Linked DNA regions of Sus scrofa: region 2 is linked to region 1. Evidence: chromatin contacts called from public Hi-C data. All regions are on one chromosome and are shown on one strand. The core of a region is the stretch at or near the end of the contact, and the rest is flanking DNA. Distances in the headings are between cores, read along the strand shown. Region 1 holds the start of G6PC (glucose-6-phosphatase, catalytic subunit). Region 2 holds the start of LOC100520329 (membrane primary amine oxidase).

Region 1 (6,241 bases), core at 1,832-4,331:
GCCAGATCCTTAACCCACTGAGCGAGGCCAGGGATCGAACCTGCAACTTCATGGTTCCTAGTCGGGTTTGTTAACAACTGCGCCATGACAGGACTCCTAATTTTTTTTTAAAGTATGGTTTTCATTGTGGAAACAGGTGTGAAAGTTTGGTTGGGAGGCCTCCTCTGTCCTGCGGTGGTGGGACAGTGATTTCTCACTTAAATGAGGGGCGGCCACTAACTCTGAGCTCTACTAACTTCGAGAAAATACATGGTTCTTTAACTGAGAACAAATGTTTGGAATAACCCTTTATCTTTTTATTTTTTAATTTTTTTTTCCCTTTTCACAGCCACACCTGTGGCATACAGAAGGAAGTTCCCAGGCTAGGGGTTGAATGGGACCTGAAGCTGCAGGCCTACAGCACAGACATGGCTGTGCAGGATCCAGGCCGCATCTTCGACCTACACAGCAGCCTGCAGTAACACTGGATCTTTAACCCACTGAGTGATGCCAGGGATTGAACCCAAAACCTCATGGAGACTATGTTGGTCTCTTAAACTGCAGAGCCACAGTGGGAACTCCCTATCTTTTAATTTTTTTATTTTAAAAATTTATTTTATTTTATTTTTTTGTCTTTTCAGAGTTGCACCCGTGGCACATGGAGGTTCCTGCTGGCCTACGCCACAGCTACAGCAGTGCAGGATCCGAGCCTCGCCTGCGACCTACACCACAGCTCACAGCAACACTGGATCCTTAACCCACTGAGCAAGGCCAGGGGTCAAACCTGCGTCCTCACGGATGCTAGTCAGATTCGTTAACCTGAGCCGAGACAGGAACGCCCCCTCTTTTTATTTTTTAAGATCATGTTCTTGGAATTCCCGTCATGGGGCAGCAGAAATGAATTCAACTAGGAACCACGAGGTTTCGGGTTCGATCCCTGGCCTCACTCAGGGGGTTAAGGATCCGGCGTTGCCATGAGCTGTAGGTCACAGGCGTGGCTGGGATCCTGCGCTGCTATGGCTGGGGCTATGGCCTGCAGCTGTAGCTCTGATTCGACTCCTAGCCTGGAAACCTCCATATGCTGTGAGTACAGCCCTAAAAAAAAAAAAAGTAAAAGATCATGCTTTTGAACACGGGAAGTTACAGACAAATCTCGGGTTTTTCAATAGAAGTTTCAGGATCCCGTCAATATGCTTTGGGCTTCTGAGCCCAATAACAATGTTTTCTTTCCTACTCTAAAGGACTTTTCTTATTTACGGCCAAAGAAAATTAGAGCTAGAAGAGACCTTAAGAATCACCCGACAGTGAACGAAGATAATTTCAGGGATGGGAAAGGTCTTAGAGGGCAGCTGGTCCAACCTTTTCATTTTCTAGATGAAGAAATAGAGGCCAAACCAGTAATATGCTAGAGTCAGCCGGTCCTGGCTAACAATTGTCAAATACGCAGGGTTTTTGCAAGCCAGACCCATCGGTAGCTTGGAAAAAGTCACAATGAGGTAATACACACAGTAGAAACTGGTAAATACTAAAATCAGGGCTTTTTACCCTGAAGAGCTGGTTTATCGGCAAGGAATAAAACATAATTCCTTTTTTTTTTTTTTTTTTTTTTTTTTTTTTGCTTTTCTTTTCACACCTGCACTTATGGAAGTTCCTGGGCTAGGGGTCAAATCAGAGCTGCAGCTGTGGCCTACACCACAGCCACAGCAACACTGGCTCCAAGTTGCCTCTTCAACCTACACTGCAGCTTGTGGCAACACTGCAGCTGTGGCAATGCCGGATCCTTAACCCACTGAGCAAGGCCACGATCAAACCTTCATCCTCATAGACACTGTGTCAGGTTCTCCACCCACTGAACCACAACAGAGACTCCTAAAACATAATTCATTTTTTTTTTTTTGTCTTTTTGTCTTTTGTCTTTTGTTGTTGCTATTTCTTGGGCCGCTCCCGCGGCATATGGAGGATCCCAGGCTAGGGGTTGAATCGGAGCTGTAGCCACCGGCCTACACCAGAGCCACAGCAACGCGGGATCCGAGCCGCGTCTGCAACCTACACCACAGCTCACGGCAACGCCGGATCGTTAACCCACTGAGCAAGGGCAGGGACCGAGCCCGCAACCTCATGGTTCCTAGTCGGATTCGTTAACCACTGCGCCACGACGGGAACTCCCTAAAACATAATTCTTAAGAGCCTTGCCCCTGAAGCCAGCCTGCCTGGGCTCAAATCTTGCCTCTGACACTTACTACTTATGTTTTTCTAGTTGTTTAACTCAATTCCTTAGTCTCTTCATCTATGACATAGTAGGAACTACCCTAGGGAAAAGTACTTAGCACATGGCCAGGCACATACTAAATGTTCAATAAATATTAATAATTATAATAATGGTTAAGGTGCCAGAGATAATCTACGTTTACAGATTATAAAACAGAAACTCAGAGTTTTGCTATGAGCTCCCTAGGACATACAGCTGGTAGGTGTCTGAACAAGGGCCACCTCCGGATTATTTCTAAATACCCCACCCTACAGATTTTTAAATTGCGGCATGTTTCCTTTTTTCACACCTCACCCCTCTTCTTTCATACATGTGTCTTTATGTCTCCTATGCTGCAAAGTAGTGAAACTGTTGCTTTGGTTATAACCTATAATTCACTAGGTCCAGCTGACCGTCCATCCAGATGAAACGGCCTTTCCTGTATCTTCAGCTCACTGATAAGGTTTTCTGTCTTCCCTCTTTAGGCAGATGATCCGAAGTCGAGGGGAGTAACCTGCGGCTTCCTGAAGAGCACAGAGAAGGCAACTTCCGGTGGACGGACATTTCCAGAGAGAATGCCGGCCTCCTTCCTTGCCAGTCTCCTCTTTGTCTGGCTCTTACTCACCACTTAAAGACGAGGTTGAGCCAGTCTCCAATCACAGCTACCCAGAGGAGTTTGATGCCCACAGCTTCTTGAAGATGGAACCAGATGGGGAAGAGGACATAAAAGGCATTTCTGAGGTCCGCGATCACAGATACCAAGATGAACCAATCCTGGGAGTCCTGGTAATTCACCTGGAGGTAGCGCGTTGATTGGATCCCAAAGTTATGGAGAAGGTTCATTCCCTCCTCCATCCTCACTCGCTGGCCCCGCAGGAAGCCTTCGGCTGCGCCCTCTCAGTTATTTCAGACTTGGCACTGATTGCTCTGCTATCAGCCTGCGCCTTGCCTCTGTTTTATACACCCTGTATCCAATCTGTAGGTCAACCCAGCCCTGATCTTTGGACTCAAAAACCACTTTTGTCTAAAATCTATTGATCAAAGGTGCATCACCAGGAGGTTGATGCAAACATGTTCAGCATGATTTACGTAAAATAGAAAAACATGCACACAAAAACAGCCTGATCAGCCATGGACTGGCACAGCCAATTATTAACTTTGGCATTGCTGCTTGACAGTGCAAGGGGCTGCCCTTCTGGCTCTGAAACCTGGCCAGAACATAGGACAGAGTCTAAATCCACGCTGGTTCTTGCGAAGATACCTGATTTCCTAAGTCTGCAACTTCACTTATTTGGGGACAAAGAAAAGTCTCTGAGCTCTAGCTATTCAACTGGTAAATCATTAATTTGAAAATGTTGGAGTTCCTGTTGTGGCTCAGTGGTAACAAATCTGACTAGTATCTATGAGGATGGGGGTTCCATCCCTGGCCTCATTCATGGGGTTAAGGAGCTGGTTTTGCTGTGAGCTATGGTGTAGGTTGCAGACTTGGCTCAGATCTGGTGTTTCTGTGGCTGTGGTGTAGGCCAGCTGGTATAGCTCCGCTTCGACCTCTAGCCTGGGAATTTCCATATGCCGCAGGTGCGGCCCTAAGAAGACTAAAATAAAATAAAATATTGTAAGCTCTCTTGTACTGGGAACTATCATCTTGCTGGGCCTTTATTATTATTATTTTTTCTTTTTCTACTGCACCTGCAGCATATGGAATTACTTGGGCCAGGGATGGAATCTGAGTCACAGCTGCAACCTAAGCCACAGCCACGGCAACACCAGATCCTTAACCCACTGCACTAGGCTGGGGATTGAACCCACGCACCACAGAGACAATGCTGGATCCTAACGCACTGTGCTAAAGCAGGAACTACTTGTTGGGGCTTTCTTAATTGAATTAGGGTCTGGGAAATGTCTCTGATTTGGGGATCAAATCCTCTTCCCAATATTGACTCCATATCTCTTAGGGCCAGACAATAATCATTGCTGAATGCACTGGTTAATTGTTTAATGTCCTTAAGTGTAAGCAATAAAGTAAATGTATGTTCATGAAAAACGATATGATGAATATATGGTTTTAAATAAAAACACCAGTAAACTGGGGACTCTGGAAAGGGCTTCTCTATTTATTTATTTATTTTTTTGTCTTTTGTCCTTTTAGGGCCGCACCTGCGGCATATGGAGATTCCCAGGCTAGGGGTCTAATCGGAGCTGTAGCCACCAGCCTACACCAGAGCCACAGCAATGCCAGATCCAAGCCACGTCTGCAACCTAAACCACAGCTCATGGCAATGCCGAATCCTTAACCCACTGAGCAAGGCCAGGGATCGAACCCACAACCTTATGGTTCCTAGTCAGATTCGTTTCTGCTGCACCACGACGGGAACTCTGGGCTTCTGTATTGTGAACTTTCTTTCATTTGTACTTGTAGAGAGATAGAGAAATAGAGAGATAGATCGATATAGATAGATTGATACAGATATAGATATATACAAATAGTCACCAGGAAGTCAATACAATGCTATTGCAGCCATGGATGTAGACAAGGAATAAATAAAGTAGCAAACACCAAATTAAGTGAAGCAAAGCTGCCTGCTCACCCCCAGGAGCAGAAACCATCCTGCAGCAGCACAGAGACCAAATCCTCACTCTCAGGTGACCTAGACTGTGAAGGGAACAGGGGTGAACTCAGGTGATGCACTGATGCCTTTTCAAAGATAAGAGCCAGTGGGATTAGAACTTGTTAAAACCCACCTGAATTCCTCATTAGTAAGTCCATGGTTGCTTTATAAGGGGTAGTTCGGGGACAGGGCAAAGAAACTCAGAGCAAACGAGTTTGTAGCAAAGGTTGACCACATTCCATGCTGGAAATGATTAAAGACTCATCCAGGAGCTGTGATCTGGAGTGTCATCTCCACCCCCCAGGCTCCTTTCCAGCTCCAGCAGAATCCAACTGCCCTTGACCGCATTGTCTCTGCTGGTCCAAGCAGCTCTGTCCCGCCACGCCTAGTTTGGAAAGCAGGGATAATGGTAGTGGTGGTGGCCATGGGTGGGCTGCAAATGACACACGTACTTGTAGCATGGGGGGGGGGGTTCCTGCATTGTCGGGACTGCTTGGCCAGAAGTAGTGTCCCCTGAAGAGGAGGTGACCCCTTCCTTCTACCCAGATAAGCCTTTCTCGAAAGTATTGAGTAACTATTGTGGTGATCCCTGGGGACTAGAGTTTCTCTGGTCTGAGATGAGTCAAGGGGAGAGCCTCTGACAATATATACAAAGGCCACTGTCTCAGTCTCCGCCGGGCTGCTAGGAGCCAGAGTGTCTGAGCTGGGTGGGGTTCCATCACGTGCTCAGCATATGGGCAGCCAGGAGGAGACCTGTCCCCTGGAGGCAGCTCAGGGAGAATGCTCCTGTAGACAAGGAGGTGACACAGGGCAGGGAGGAAGTCCCTCTGGCAGGCTGCCCACCAGGCAGGGGCACTCTCTTGGTCAGAGCAAGTGGTACATCATGAGACTCTTTGTCAGTCTCCCGCTTTCTAACTTCCAGCCCCTTCTTGCCACCTCCAGCAAATTTTTATCATGTCCGGACAGAGGTGAGGCCCCAAAGGACTTGAGTCTGCTAGAAAGCTGACTGAAGAGAGAAATGGTGGAGCTCTCAAATCCTCAAAGGATTTATTTGTGGCTATTTGTGGTAAATATTGTGGGAGAAGCCTTTGAGTTGCTGGAGGTTTAAGTAAGAATTTACTCTAGTATATGTGCTGCTGAAGTGAGCACAAGAATTCACTTTTTTTTTTTTTTTTTTTGGTATTTTGGGCTGCACCCATGGTATATGGAAGTTCCCAGAATAGGGGTCGAATCGGAGCTATAGCCACCAGCCTACACCACAGCCACAGCAATGCCAGATCCGAGATTCACCTGTGACCTATACCACAGCTCATGACAATGCCAGAGCCTTAACCCACTGATCGAGGCTGGCGAGTGAACCCGAGTCCTCATGGATAATACTCGGGTTCATTACCACTAAGCAACA
Region 2 (6,241 bases), core at 2,722-5,221, 46 kb after region 1:
TTTGATAACCAGGAAATCCTTTCTGAGCTCTTACCTCACCTTGAGTACAATTTGAAGTGATTTCCCAGTTGTCCCTCCCAACCCTCCCTTCTCACTCTCACCCCGACCCCCACCCCTGCCATCCTGGCCACACCACCCACCTCTCCCAGCTGAAAGCTCCTGCCATGGAGCTGCTCTGGGGCAGCGGCTCCCCAGAAAAGCTGACTATCTGGATGCGGTAGCCCCGCGGGTGCCCCCACTTGTTGCTCTGGTTGCTGGCCAGGTACAGGTAGCGAGGGGCCGCACCTCCCACGGGGAAGGCGGCCTGCTCCTCCGTCTCCAGCACCTTCCGGGTCAACTGCAGCTTCTGTATCTGGCGCTCAGGGCTCCAGGGTACCGCCGTGGGGACGAATGTTGTGTCCTCGGCCCAGACCCAGTTCTCCAGTCCTGCAGGGGGGGGATGGAGGGGAGGGGCGGGGCGGGGGGGAGAGGGGGAGGGAGGGCTGGTCACGCAGCTGCCCTGCCCCCTCTGGACTCCGCCCCCATCTGGCTCCAGAGTGGGGGCCAAAGAAGAGGCCAGAGTGAGTGTGCCCCCTGCTTCCCTCCCCTCTCCCCAGGATAGCCCTAGTCTTTCGGCCAAAGCTGTTGACCTGTGAAATATTTCTTCAAGGATTTCATCTAGTCATCCCTGCACATGTTAGTGGAGAGGCCTGTGCTCGGCGCTGGGGACCCTCTGATAAAGGAAGCATCATCCTTATCCTCCCGCTCTCACAGGAGTCCCAGAGAGGCAGAGCCCTGAGGGGCCTGCAGTGTGAGAGGAGCACATTCTAGAGTCAAGGTTGGAGGAATACAGGTACTGGCAGGAAGAGGGGCCTTCCTGGGCCACATTTCAGCCTGGCCTTAGAAGGTGTCACCAGCAGAGATGACATGGCAGGGCATTCTAGGCAGGGGCAAAACTTGAGCAGGAGTTCCAGTCGCGGCTCAGCAGTCATGAGCCTAACTAATATCCATGAAGACATGGGTTCGGCTATGGCCTTGCTCAGTGGGTTAAGGATCGGCTTGGCCATGAGCTGTGGTAGAGGTTACAGATGTGGCTCGGATCTGGTATTGCTGTGGCTGTAGTGCGAGCCAGCAACTCTAGTTCCAATTTGACCCTTAGCCTGGGAACTTCCATATGCTGCAAGTGCAGTCCTAAAAAAAGGCAAAAAAAAAAAAAAATTAAAAAAAAAAACCACCACGAGCAAAAGCAAAAAGCCTGACTGTCACGTGTGGCGTGTGTGTTCAGGGACGGGGAGGGTGTGAGTGTGGCTAAAGCAGCACAGGGAAGGATCTGAAAGGCAGGCAGGAGCTACACTCTGAAGGGAAGAGCCTTGTAGGTCCTTCTTAGGACAGGATCCTATAGGTGATGGGGAAAAGGGGAAGTGGGTGAGGGAGCTGGATGGCATAGGCTGGTAGGTCCCTCTGGGTGCAGGGTGAACCCCAGATCTGAGAAGAAGAAGAGTGAAGCAGCAAAGAGTAGGCTGGCGCCAACAGGGGGTTGGCACTATTTCAGAGGCAGAACAGGAAAAAATCTGGTGATTAACTCAATGTGGGGAAGGACAGTGAAATGACCAGAACACCAAGATATCACGTAGTCTTGGCTTTCTATGAGCACCAACGCCAGGAACTATCTGGAATGTTCCACAATATCCACTTTAGCCCTCACACTTAAATGTATTGTGCTTAGAGATGGAAGCTCAGGGAGGGGAGGGTCCCCTTCTCAAGGAAATAAACAACCTGGGGTGTTCCGTGGCTGGCTTGCAAGTGCCAGAGACACTGCAGAATGCAAACAGACCCTCCCAAACACCTGCACAGCAGGCCAGACACAGAGATGACACAGAGATGAGCTGAAAAACTTATGTCTGCCTTGCTGAAGTGGGGCTTCAGTGCCAGGGAGGGGAGAGGGCAAAGGGGACCCTTAGCCCCCCCTCTGCCTCCTCTCTGAGTTTAGCTGTTTCCCAAGATTTTCTGACGAGGTCCTGGGAGGGTGGGTGGCAGCTCTGCCCACAGCCAATGATCTAAGACCTTAGGAAAATTCAGCCCGCCATCTCCCATCCAGCAAAAGAGGAAACTTGAAACTCCAAAACCCACATACGCATGCTCAGAACTTCTTTCCCTGGAAAACCTCCAAAAAAACCCAAGGCAAACAGAGATCATCTTCAGCCCCCTCTTCTGGAACCCTTGCCTCTGGCGGCATATCTTACCTCCCACATCCAGATCCACCTTGAAATGGGCACTGTGGGTATGGACGGTGCCCAGGATGTGCTCCCCAACCTGGTTTCCATATTTTCGGGCAGCACCGAAGAGAAAGGCTGAGCTGATGTAGCCTGTGGTGTGTAATTTGACTTCAATGGCTCCATTGGGGTGGAAGATCATGTCCCACACGTAGTCATAGTTGAGCATGGTGGACACAGATCTGATGACCAGCACTGTCTCTGCAAGGCCCCCAAAGTAGTGGGAGCGAATATCTGAGTGGTGTCGCCTCACAGGGAGGCCCTGGTTCTGTTCGAACACACAAATGGCATCGTGTAGTGTCCTGGGACTTGAGACTCCAGAAGGAAGGGCCAGTCCACATAGGTGGCCAGATAGGGACAGTCCACCCCACGGGTCAGCGGGGTGGAATACTTGCCCATGCCAAAGCTGCCATCCATATAGCGCGTCATGATTGCTGCTGGGGAATTTCCACCATAGACAGCCAAGGCCTCCTGGACGCTGATCTCATAAGCTAGTCGTTCTCCCTGGAAGCGGATGTCAAAGATCCTTGGGCCACTGAAAGCTCCGAGGCCAAAGGAAAAAGTCCACAACGAGGAGGCCACGCGACTCCCCTGGACACTGAAGCGGGGGCCCTGCGGATAGAACTGCAGAGGAGGAGCTGGACCTGGGGGCACCCGGGACTTCAGGGACCAGGACGCATCTGTGCCATTGTCTGGGATCACCACCACGTTCACCAGGCCGGCCTCAAACTGCTCCTCCAGATGGGCCAGGCTCTCATAGTAGCGGCCTTGAAAGAAGACCTTCTGGATGGTCCAGAGGGCAGGGTCCAGAGCCTTGTGGTCTACCAGCAGTTCCAACCCCACCGGGTGCAGGTAAAACCCGGCCCCTGAGATGTTGTAGTAGAGGCCAAACCAGGTAGCCAGGTCCCCTGACTGCACACCACGGGGGGCTGAAGTCATGGTCACCAGGTTCTGACCTTGGCTGCTATAGAAGCAGCAGTGGTGGAGGAGACCAGCAGCCTGGGGCAGCTCCCTGCGGAAGATCATCTGGTCGATGTCCAGGTACTCTCGCATGAGCACGGGGCGTCGGTGGTAGGGCAGGGGGCCTCCGTGACGCTCCACAGTCACATCCCGCACGTAGGAGGGCTGGGGCAGCGGCCCCACCACCAGCTCGGTCACATTGGGCTGGGGTTGTCCGCCAAAGAAGATGATGGCCAGGGCCTCCCGGGCAGGCGGGGGACTCCCCCTGTCCAGGTGGGCCAGGGCTGCCGCCTTGGGGGGCAGCTGCAGCTCCACTGAGAAGATGCAGTTGTCTGCGGGTCGGGCCTGGGCGGCATCCACCAGGCCTGGCCCCAGCTTCTGGGTCAGAAAGTTCATCACAGCCGTCAGCTCTTCTCGGCTCAGGTCTGCAAACAGCTGGCTCTGGCCAGGGTGTGTCCAGGGCTGGGCACCCGGAGCTCCGGAGGGGCAGTGGGGAGGCTGGCCGGGTTCACCTCCATCTCCTCCCCTGCCAGCTAGTAAAACACACACCAAGGCAAAGATGGTGATGACAGCCAGAGCGAGGAGCACGAGGGTGGTCTTCTGGTTCATTGTCCCATAAACATAGAGACAGAAGATTGAACCAAAGTGGAGATGTGTATTCTCAGGCCAGCAGAGAATATAGTAGGTCTCTTTTGGCCGCTGTCGTGGGGGCTCCTGGACCCCGGCAGAGGTTCCCAGTATTCAGACGCAAAGGAGACTGAGGGTGGGAACAGCATGGGAAGGCTGGGGGGTGGGGGGCGGGCCAAGTTTGGAGGGCGGGCCTGAAGGAGGGCAGCAGCGATTTCCACAGACCTTACATGGCTTTGTCTTCAAAGCTCCAATTCAGTGTTGGAACAGGGGAGAGCTCGGGTGGGGGGAAGGGTGGTGGGGATTTCAAAATAATGCAGCTGACCAGCCTGAGCACAGAAATGCCCCACTCGTGAGGAGGCAGCCCCTAGTCCCTCCCCCTCAGACCCCCTTCTTCCCCAGCCCCCACTCTCCCGGAGCAGGATGTTCCCTTTCCTGTAACCTGGAACTACTGTCCTCCTGCCCCAAACCCCCCACCCCCAGCCCTTCAGCTTCCCAAGCAGCATTTCTTGGCCAGGTCTGTCCCCTTTTCCTCCACGGCTAATTTTCTTGGCCAGAGTCCTTAATATTCTCTGGGGGATTCCAGATATTGCAAAAGTCAAATAGAAGAAATTCAACTAAAAATCTTGGAATATTTTTATTATAAATTACAAACACCCATCAATTTTTACAAAGTTCTATCTCATCTTCGATGTCAATGTGCATGCATAAAAGAAATGTCTGGGATAATGTTCGCCAGAGGTTGAAGAGTGGTGGGTTTTGCAGTGTTTCTGCTTGGATATTTTGACAACAATATCATTTATATAAATTCCTCATTTTAAAAAATGAACTGGAAACAAGAAGTAACCAAAAGGATATATGGAGGTTTATGTGGTAGGAAGTTATTTCCCAAGGGTAGAGGCATCAGGGAAGCAGTAAGTGGAACAGAGAGGAAGGTACGAGTCTCAGCAACCCCCCTCTAGGTCCCACCACACACACACACACACACACACGCACGCACGCACGCACACACGCACACACGCACGCACGCGCACGCGCACACACACACTCAGGGCTACAAGTCTCGATAAGAGAAAGGGGGCAGGTCCGGGACACAGGCCGCCAGGTGGGGGATGCAGGCCACATGATTGACACTGCAGCGCCCAGCATCCTGGCCCTTCTCAAAGTAGACGCTGTCAGGAGAGAAGACAGAGGGGTCCTCATCAAAGAAGTTATAGGGCCGGAGCAAGAAGCCAACTCTGTTCCCCAGAGTCACTGTGTTGGGGACATCCTCGGCATGGGGTATGTGCAGGAAGCTGGCTGTAACCCAAGCCACCAGATCCTGCAGGAAGAGGAGGAGCTGAAGACTTTGGAGGCGAGACCCGGAGAACCTCCCCTCAGCCACAACCCCCACCCTCCAGGCTTGCCCCGCCTCCAGCTCCGCCCTGCCCTGGGTCCAAATAACAGGTGCAGTGACCCCTGTGAAACAGTGCAGGGTGGGCAGTGTTCCAGAGCTAATCTCACCTCAGGAGGGATGGCCCAGGTTGGTCATTAGGCAACTTCCTGGCCCTTAATCTAAGACCTGGAAACCTACAATTCCCTCCGCCCCACAGCCAGGGGCCAGGCAGCCAAGACCCCAGGCCCAGGGGAGCCCCTCTCCCCTGCTCCCAGGCCTACCAACCTCTCCCAAGAGGGTCTCATTGTTGATGAAGTCGGCAAAGGCCGTAGCAGATGTCCAGATGTCATTCTGGTAATAGATGCTGCTGCTCTGTGACTCCTCCTCCTTCCTCCGCGTCACCACGAGCTGGTATCTGACCAGGAGTGTTGTGGGAAGGTGGTGTCAGAAAATGTCAAGGGCCTTTACCAGCCCAGAAGTCCTTTGGATCAGATGCTGTGTGGGCCCATTTCCCATCCCATATCTACTTGGATCTGAGAGGACATCCGGGAATGAATGGGAAACCAATAGTAGTGAGTCGGGGTCTCCACGAGCAGGGATGGGAAGGGGACCAGGCCTTCCCTGCCACCCAGTGCCCAGGGTGCTCCTCACCTCCCCCAGCTGAGGGCCCTCTCCATGTCGCTGTCCAGGGGCATGTGTATGCCAAGGGGGCTGTGGATCTGGATTCGGTACCCGCGCTGGTGACCCCAGGCATTAGTCTGGTTGCTAGCCAAGTAAAGGTAGCGGGGAAGGGGGGTCCCCCAGAGAAAAGCTGTCAGGTCCTCCCTTCTCAGGACCTGCCGGGTCAGCTCTGGGCGATGCAGTTGGTGCTCCGGACTCCAAGGGGCTGCCACAGGTTTAAACACCACGTCTTCAGCTACCACCCAGTTTTTCAGCCCTGCCAGGGTGAGGGGAGGGAGAGGAGTTCCACAGCAGGTCACACAGGTCCCTCATCTCCTCTGTGATGCCCACCGCACCAGCCTGCCAA

What was found. Hi-C and Micro-C count contacts between places; a contact is called where the count stands out from the background.
Region 2: a contact with region 1 is called in a Hi-C map of liver, with 5 times the contacts expected there. The contact joins the promoter of LOC100520329 here to the promoter of G6PC in region 1. A contact is called at or near these places in 1 of 5 promoter capture datasets (liver), 7 of 47 Hi-C or Micro-C datasets (embryonic fibroblasts, fetal liver, liver and 1 more) and 1 of 2 datasets of contacts at active chromatin or transcription factors (skeletal muscle).

Annotation. Positions count from the first base shown.
Region 1 is chr12:19,972,702-19,978,942 of Sscrofa11.1, forward strand. G6PC (glucose-6-phosphatase, catalytic subunit) reads right to left here and starts at 3,082. Exons shown (of 5, transcript NM_001113445.1): 1 at 2,853-3,082. The coding sequence starts at 3,082.
Region 2 is chr12:20,017,536-20,023,776 of Sscrofa11.1, forward strand. It overlaps LOC100520329 (membrane primary amine oxidase), which reads right to left and starts at 3,972. Exons shown (of 5, transcript XM_021066973.1): 1 at 2,564-3,972; 2 at 2,223-2,561; 3 at 141-426. The coding sequence starts at 3,821. AOC2 (retina-specific copper amine oxidase) reads right to left here. Exons shown (of 4, transcript XM_003131393.4): 2 at 5,866-6,151; 3 at 5,500-5,629; 4 at 4,452-5,160. The coding sequence ends at 4,894.